2 separate regions of the Callithrix jacchus genome follow, and region 1 is linked to region 2. A link is a contact called in public Hi-C data. All regions are on one chromosome and are shown on one strand. Each heading gives the region's core, a stretch centred on a gene start, on an enhancer-like site or on the middle of the called end of the contact. The rest is flanking DNA. Distances are from core to core; before and after follow the strand shown. Region 1 overlaps CSTPP1 (centriolar satellite-associated tubulin polyglutamylase complex regulator 1). Region 2 overlaps LRP4 (LDL receptor related protein 4).

Evidence for each region. A called contact is a pair of places that touch in the nucleus more often than the background predicts.
Region 1: a contact with region 2 is called in a Hi-C map of induced pluripotent stem cells, with 5 times the contacts expected there. The contact joins two enhancer-like sites. A contact is called at or near these places in 3 of 3 Hi-C or Micro-C datasets (induced pluripotent stem cells and skeletal muscle).

Annotation. Positions count from the first base shown.
Region 1 is chr10:112,201,511-112,204,507 of calJac240_pri, forward strand. All of the region lies in intron 5 of CSTPP1 (centriolar satellite-associated tubulin polyglutamylase complex regulator 1), which reads left to right. Among named protein-coding and RNA genes, the nearest start is that of ARFGAP2, 29 kb to the right of the region's middle. Within about 2 kb of position 1,456, at least 5 of the 16 cell types and tissues checked have an H3K27ac peak or open chromatin away from gene starts, as enhancers often do.
Region 2 is chr10:111,951,068-111,954,306 of calJac240_pri, forward strand. It overlaps LRP4 (LDL receptor related protein 4), which reads right to left. Exons shown (of 38, transcript XM_035262556.3): 8 at 2,616-2,741; 9 at 1,950-2,075; 10 at 1,624-1,758; 11 at 1,100-1,225; 12 at 505-735. Among named protein-coding and RNA genes, the nearest start is that of LRP4, 24 kb to the right of the region's middle. Within about 2 kb of position 1,679, at least 4 of the 16 cell types and tissues checked have an H3K27ac peak or open chromatin away from gene starts, as enhancers often do.

The DNA of each region.
Region 1 (2,997 bases), core at 206-2,705, 250 kb after region 2:
CATCAGAGAGGCCTGTATTTGAATCACAGCTCTTTCGCTCCTAGTTTGTCACCTGTGTTAGGTTTCTTAACTCCTCTGAATGTCTGCGTTCTTCATAAAGATACTCACTGAACTGACCTCATAGGATTAATATGAGCAGAAAATGAACCTACGGGTGTGTAGTGCTGACAGTCCTTAATGAATATTAACTATTGTTATCATCACAGTGTTTCCCACGCCCTCTGGATCAAGCGTCTTAGGCATTTCGGGGCAAGTAGGGTTTGGGGGAGGTGCAGGCTGGAGCCAGGGCAGAGCAAAGCCCTGGACATGCCACGCCACTTTCAAGGGCCTGGGCTACAGGCAGCCTGTTCAGCATGAGTGTGCCTCCAACCCAGCCCACGACAGGAGCGACCCTCAGGAAACGTCCCAGCACACCTTCACAGCAGCCTTTGTCCTCCCCCCTGGAGAAGGTAACCAGACATCGTGTCATCGCTGCTTCTCACTCATGGCCCTGACATTCACACAAAAATCACAGAGGTGCACTGTGAGCCCAAACAGCCTTGGGGACACACTTCAGCCACCCCACAAATGACACTGGTCATGTGACCTCCTCAAAGAAGTCGATGGAAAGTGACTCTTCTTTCTGGCCCTGGCTGAGGGCTGGCTTCCCCCAAAAGTAAAGTGGAAGCTCGATCGCCAGCTTCCACCTGAGGCCTTTGCCTGGTGGCTGCTGGCAGCACACACTTCCTCTGGGCTCTATTTTTATTTGCCCTTTTGGGCTCTCCCAGCACTTTAAAGCAGGTAGAACGTACTTACTGATTACAGCCAGCACTTACTCTGAGTTCCTGTTACAAACTAGCACATATAACACCATCATGCTGATGCTCCACAAGAATCCTGGGAGACAGGAACTGTGATAATGTCCTCTTCACAGAGGAGGAAACTGGGGCTCAGAGGGAAACGGTCACTTGGCCAGTGAGTGGTGGAACTGGGACTTGATCCTGGGGTCAGCTAATCCAGAACTTCAGGAAAACGGGTGCAGCCCGTGCCGCTAGACCAGGGAAACTGAGCCTCATTAGGGGTGAATGGGAAGTTGACAAGTCAGTAGGTTCAGGCTGGAAGCTGTTGCTTCCTTGGCACCCTCAGAACTCCCAGCCAGTCTGCCCATCTCAGCTGCTGGAAGTCAGCAGGGGAGGGAGAGCGTGGCCAGCCCCTCAGACCAGCCAAGTACTCTGTCGCCACTCCGGTTGCCTGTCCTGGGCTCCGCCCCACACATGGTTCTGCTCAGTGCAGCTTGAACCCAAGGGTCTCTCTTCTCCCCGAGTCCCTCCCTCTAGCCCTGAGGCAAGGCCTGCAAGGATCCCCTCATGATCCAATAGATTTATGCAGACTCTCGCTGGCAGCAGCTCCCTGCTGGCTCCACTTCAAAGCAGGGCAGCCAGGCCCCCCCAGGTGTCAGAAGCAGCTGGCACGTTAGCAGAAAGCCTCTGGCAGGAAGGGGTGCTGAGCCAACTGCCAGCAACTGGAAAACAGCACATGGGGATGACCTCGTCTCCAAGAAGATTCTTTCCTGAGCCCTCTGGGAGTGGCGATGAGCTTGCATTCAGGAGGAAGGAGCTGTCTCTGGGGATAGAAGGGTTGCAGGCAAAGGCAAAGGCTGACCAGGAGCTTCCTGCCTGCCTTTGCCCACAGTTCTGTCGAGATTCCACAGCTAGAAAGATTCCACAGGGGGGAAAGTCCCAGGTGCCTAGAACTTTCCTGGGTCTCAGCATCTGTTTGCAGATGGACAGCACAGCATATGGTGTGATTAAAAACACCTTTTGGTCAATCCTTCAGAATCTTCTGCAGCCATAGACCTCTGAACATCAGACTCTCCCACACTAGACTTAGCACTAACAGGAGAAGCTGTTAGTTCTGTCCACCCTTGGGAAGTATGAGCCTTCAAGCTTCTGCTTGAACATTTCTGGCAATACACATCTCATTCCTTTACAAATCAGTCACAATCCTAGAACAACGCAGCTAGAAAGTCTCTAGAGCCAAACTCTAGATTCCGGTGAAATCCCCCCACAGAGGCAGCCCTTCGAGACTTGGGTTTCAGCCCTTACTTCCTCCCTAGTCTTCGCTTCTAAGCAAAAGGATCTAAATGCAATAACTTGTCCAATATCATGGTTTTTAGACTCTCCACCAGCCCGACCCTCTTCTCCGGGACGCTGGTTTACTCCCCTTAAACGGACTGTCCAGACCTGAAAGTAATCGTATTTGAATGATAGCTCTTTTGCTCCTAGCCTGTAACCTTCGCCGGAGTTTCTTAATCCCTCTGAATGCCTGCATTCTCCATAAAGATTCTCACTAAGTATCTTTATGACAGGGATTAAGAAATTACTCCAGGTGTCAGCTGGCAGGAGGAAAATGGGACAGTGCTTCTCTCATTCATTTGTTCGTGCATTTCTTCATTCAACAGACACTGACTGCCTACTATGTGCCAGGCACCATGCTAGAGTCAAGCCACAAGCAGGGAGACAGAGGTGTCACTCGGTAGGTCTTATGTTCCCAGGACAAAGCCAACAGTGTGAGGAGGTTGCTGAGAGCCGCAGAAGCCAGTAGCAGGGGCCGATTCTAGTCCAGGTTAGGGGCTGTCCTATTCCATCTCCCCCGAGAGGTGCTATGGAGGCTTCAGCCTGAAGAATACGGAGATATCGGTAGGTGAGGAGGAGGCATGGAGGGCAGGGAGCATTATGGGTAGAGGGACAGACTTGTCCGGAGGGCATGAGGAAGGAGAGTTTTAGAAGGACAGAAGGACGGGTGTGGCCAGAATGCAGTGGAGGAGTCAAGGGAGGCAGGGGGCAGATGGAGCAGGCTCACAGACCAGATCCAAATCAGGAACCGTGTCCTAGGGGAAGACCTGAAGGGGTTTGTTGGTTTGTTTTACACGGAGTCTCGCTCTGTCACCCAGACTGGGGTGCAGTGGCACAATCCTGGCTCACTGACATAGCCACCTCCCAGGTTCAAATGATTCTC
Region 2 (3,239 bases), core at 429-2,928:
TATTTTTTTTTTGAGATGGAGTTTCGCTCTTGTTACTCAGGCTGGAGTGCAATGGGGCGATCTCGGCTCACCGCAACCTCCGCCTCCTGGGTTCAGGCAATTCTCCTGCCTCAGCCTCCTGAGTAGCTGGGATTACAGGCACGCACCATCATGCCCAGCTAGTTTTTTGTATTTTTAGTAGAGATGGGGTTTCACCTTGTTGACCAGGATGGTCTCGATCTCTTGACCTCAATCCACCCGCCTCAGCCTCCCAAAGTGCTGGGATTATAGGCGTGAGCCACCGCGCCCGGCGCAAATGTTATATTTGAACCTATAAACGTTATATTTGAACGTTTGATATACGCTAACAAATGTTTTCTACGTTAGCACTCCAGCTGAGATTTCACTGGAAGACAAAGATGTCCTCCTGCCTCAGGTTTGCAAACCACTGACTAGCCTGTTCCTCCCACCGGTGCTGCACACATGGTGTGGCTCTGCCCCTGTCTATGGGGCCTGGTTCCCTACCTGGGCTCTCTAGCCCGGTAGACACAACCTCCTCCACATTGCTGCCATTGAGGTTGGCACGGAGAATCCGGTCCAGGGTGACGTCTGACCAGAAGACAAGCTCCCGCCGGTGGTGGAAATCAAGGGCAATGGCGTTCTCCAGGTTGTTGAGCAGCAGTGTGTACTCAGAGCGGTGCGGCAGCACCTGCCTGATGTCGATGCGATTGGCAAACAGCAGCACAGGCTCCGGCCCTGGGACACAGGACAAACACTGGGTCCCCACGGGGCTGCAGAGCTGCCCCTGGTACCCATCAACAGGTCCTCAGCTGACCGATGGAGCCACTTGCCCACAAGGGCATGCCCCAAGCCGTCAGCATCAGTACCAGAAGAGCAGCAACCCTTAAACTATACTCCTCCACCCCACTTTACCCTACTCCACCCTAGCTCATCCCACCCCACTCCACCCAACGGCGTTTTTCTTGGGACTTAGAATGCAACTGTTTTTTACTGTGATGGAAATCTCTCTACCTCTCTGCAAATCCCTGAGGACCAGAGCACCTGACCTTCCTCCATGCTCATCCCTCTGCCCACCTAGCCAATTGCCAACAGCCCTTACCCAGAGCCTTGCAGCTGCGCCGGTCGGGCCGGAGTTCATAGCCTGTTTCGCACCAGCACTGGAAAGCCCCTTCGCTGTTGGTGCAGCCCTGGCTGCAGTACCCCTCCTCGGCACATTCATTCACATCTGGGAACACCAGGCATGTCGAGATCTACCTTCTGCCATCTTCCCATCCCCCGCTCCCAGGTTGCCGAGCTGCTTTTCTGCCCACATCTCCATCTACTTTCCAGCCTACTGGAAAGGCCGTCTAAGAAGTGGTTAGGGGCTTTACGGTCATGCAGAGCTGAGCTGGAATCCCAACTCTGTTGCTCCTCAGCTGTGTGGCCTTTGGTAAGCTACTTAACCTCTCTGAGCTTCAGTTTCCCCATCTGTGAAATGGGAAGGATGGTCCCCACCTCCCAGGGTTATTGTGAGGATTAAATGAGGTCACATCCTTCAAATGCCTGACCCATAGGAAACACAGCTGACTGTCTGCTGCCCTGGCCCAGAACCCCGACTCTGCTACAAACCAGGCCCCAGCTCACCTTGGCACGTGTGCCCATCCTCTGTGAGCCGGTAGCCTGTGTGGCAGGTACACTGCACTGCCCCACGCACCATCTGGCACTTCTGGGCGCAGCCACCGTTGTTAACATTGCAGTTCTCCTCACCCGTCCGGGGCCCTGTGCCAGCCAAGCCAGAGTTGGGAGTTGAGCCCAGAATCCTCCCCCAGACAGCCAACTTGGCATTCCACCTGGACCACGGAGAACAGCTCCCAAAGCTTGGAGAGTCCTGAGGGAGGATTCCCTTTGAACCCTATGGGTGGGGTTTGTCCACAAACCATGGGCCAGGTCCGCCCACTGGGGACACTCACGGCAATTCTGCTGTGGGCCTTCGTCACTGTTGTCACCACAGTCGTTGACCCCGTTGCACAGCTTCCTCTGCCCAATGCAGCGCCCGTTCCAACACAGGAACTGGTCCGAGGCACACTGTGGGCTTCCTAGAGAGGGGGAAGGAAGGAGGGAGAGAGGGAGGGTCAGGTCACAGCAAGGCAGGGCTTGGGTCCACAAGGAGATGGGAGCCTGTCATTTTCTAGGGCAAGCTGGAGACAGATGAGACTCAAGGTGGGAGGGTGGGGGTCCCGGGCAGGAAGCAGCTCAGACAGGCCTGGCTGAGTATCTGTATTTGCTTTCTCTACAGTGGGATGGTGAGAAATACAGAACAGAATGAAAAAGTGCATCCATGTGCTCCATACTGGGTGTGGCCAGGGGAGCACATGTGGGGGCTGCCAGATGGAGGGTAGTCCTTCCTCACTAGACCAGAGCTAAAGGCACTGGCAGTGTGTGAGTTAGAATAGGAGTGGCAATTGAAACTCGCAGCTCTGATACCGTGCTCCAGGCCATAAGGCCGCAGGTCAATGGTACACCCGGATTTTACACTGGTAAAACCTCAACCCAACTGGAAAGACTGCAATAAAACTGTCTTTTCACCCTTCCACCCCAACTATAGGCTATGGGTTCTGCACCCTGGGAGACGCCACCTGTATTCTCACAGTTCTCTTCATCGCTGTTGTCGGCGCAGTCGTCCTCCCCATCACAGCGCCAGGACAGGCGGACGCAGCGGCCTGAGCGACAGCGGAACTGTTCTGCTGTACACATGGAGGTGGCTGCGCAAAGCAAAGGCTGAATGAAAGGCGGGCCCCATTTCAGCCTGAAACTCTCCCTGCCACCCAAAGCTGCAGCTTATGTCAGTACCCATGCTGCTCTTGACACCAGGATCACAGCTGGTCTATATGGCGTCTTTGTGTGAATCAGAAAAAGGTGATCTTTCCTCAGGATACTTTATAGCCATCTGCTGGAAAACTACCATGAGTATATAAATCTATTATGTGACTGGCTTCCCTTTGGACATATTGCCTTTGCATAGTGCACAACGTATACAACTGTACGTGGTTGTCTTATCCAATATGTCTTCAAGCTTTATGGGTAGTGGGTGGTGGCCTCTTTGTCTTTTTTTTTTTTTTTTTTTGAGATGTCGTCTCACTCTGTCACCCAAGCTGGAGGGCAGGGGTGCAGTCTCGGCTCACTGAAACCTCTGCCTCTCAGGTTCAAGCGATTCTCCTGCCTCAGCCTCCTAAGTAGCTGGAAGGCATGTGCCACCACAC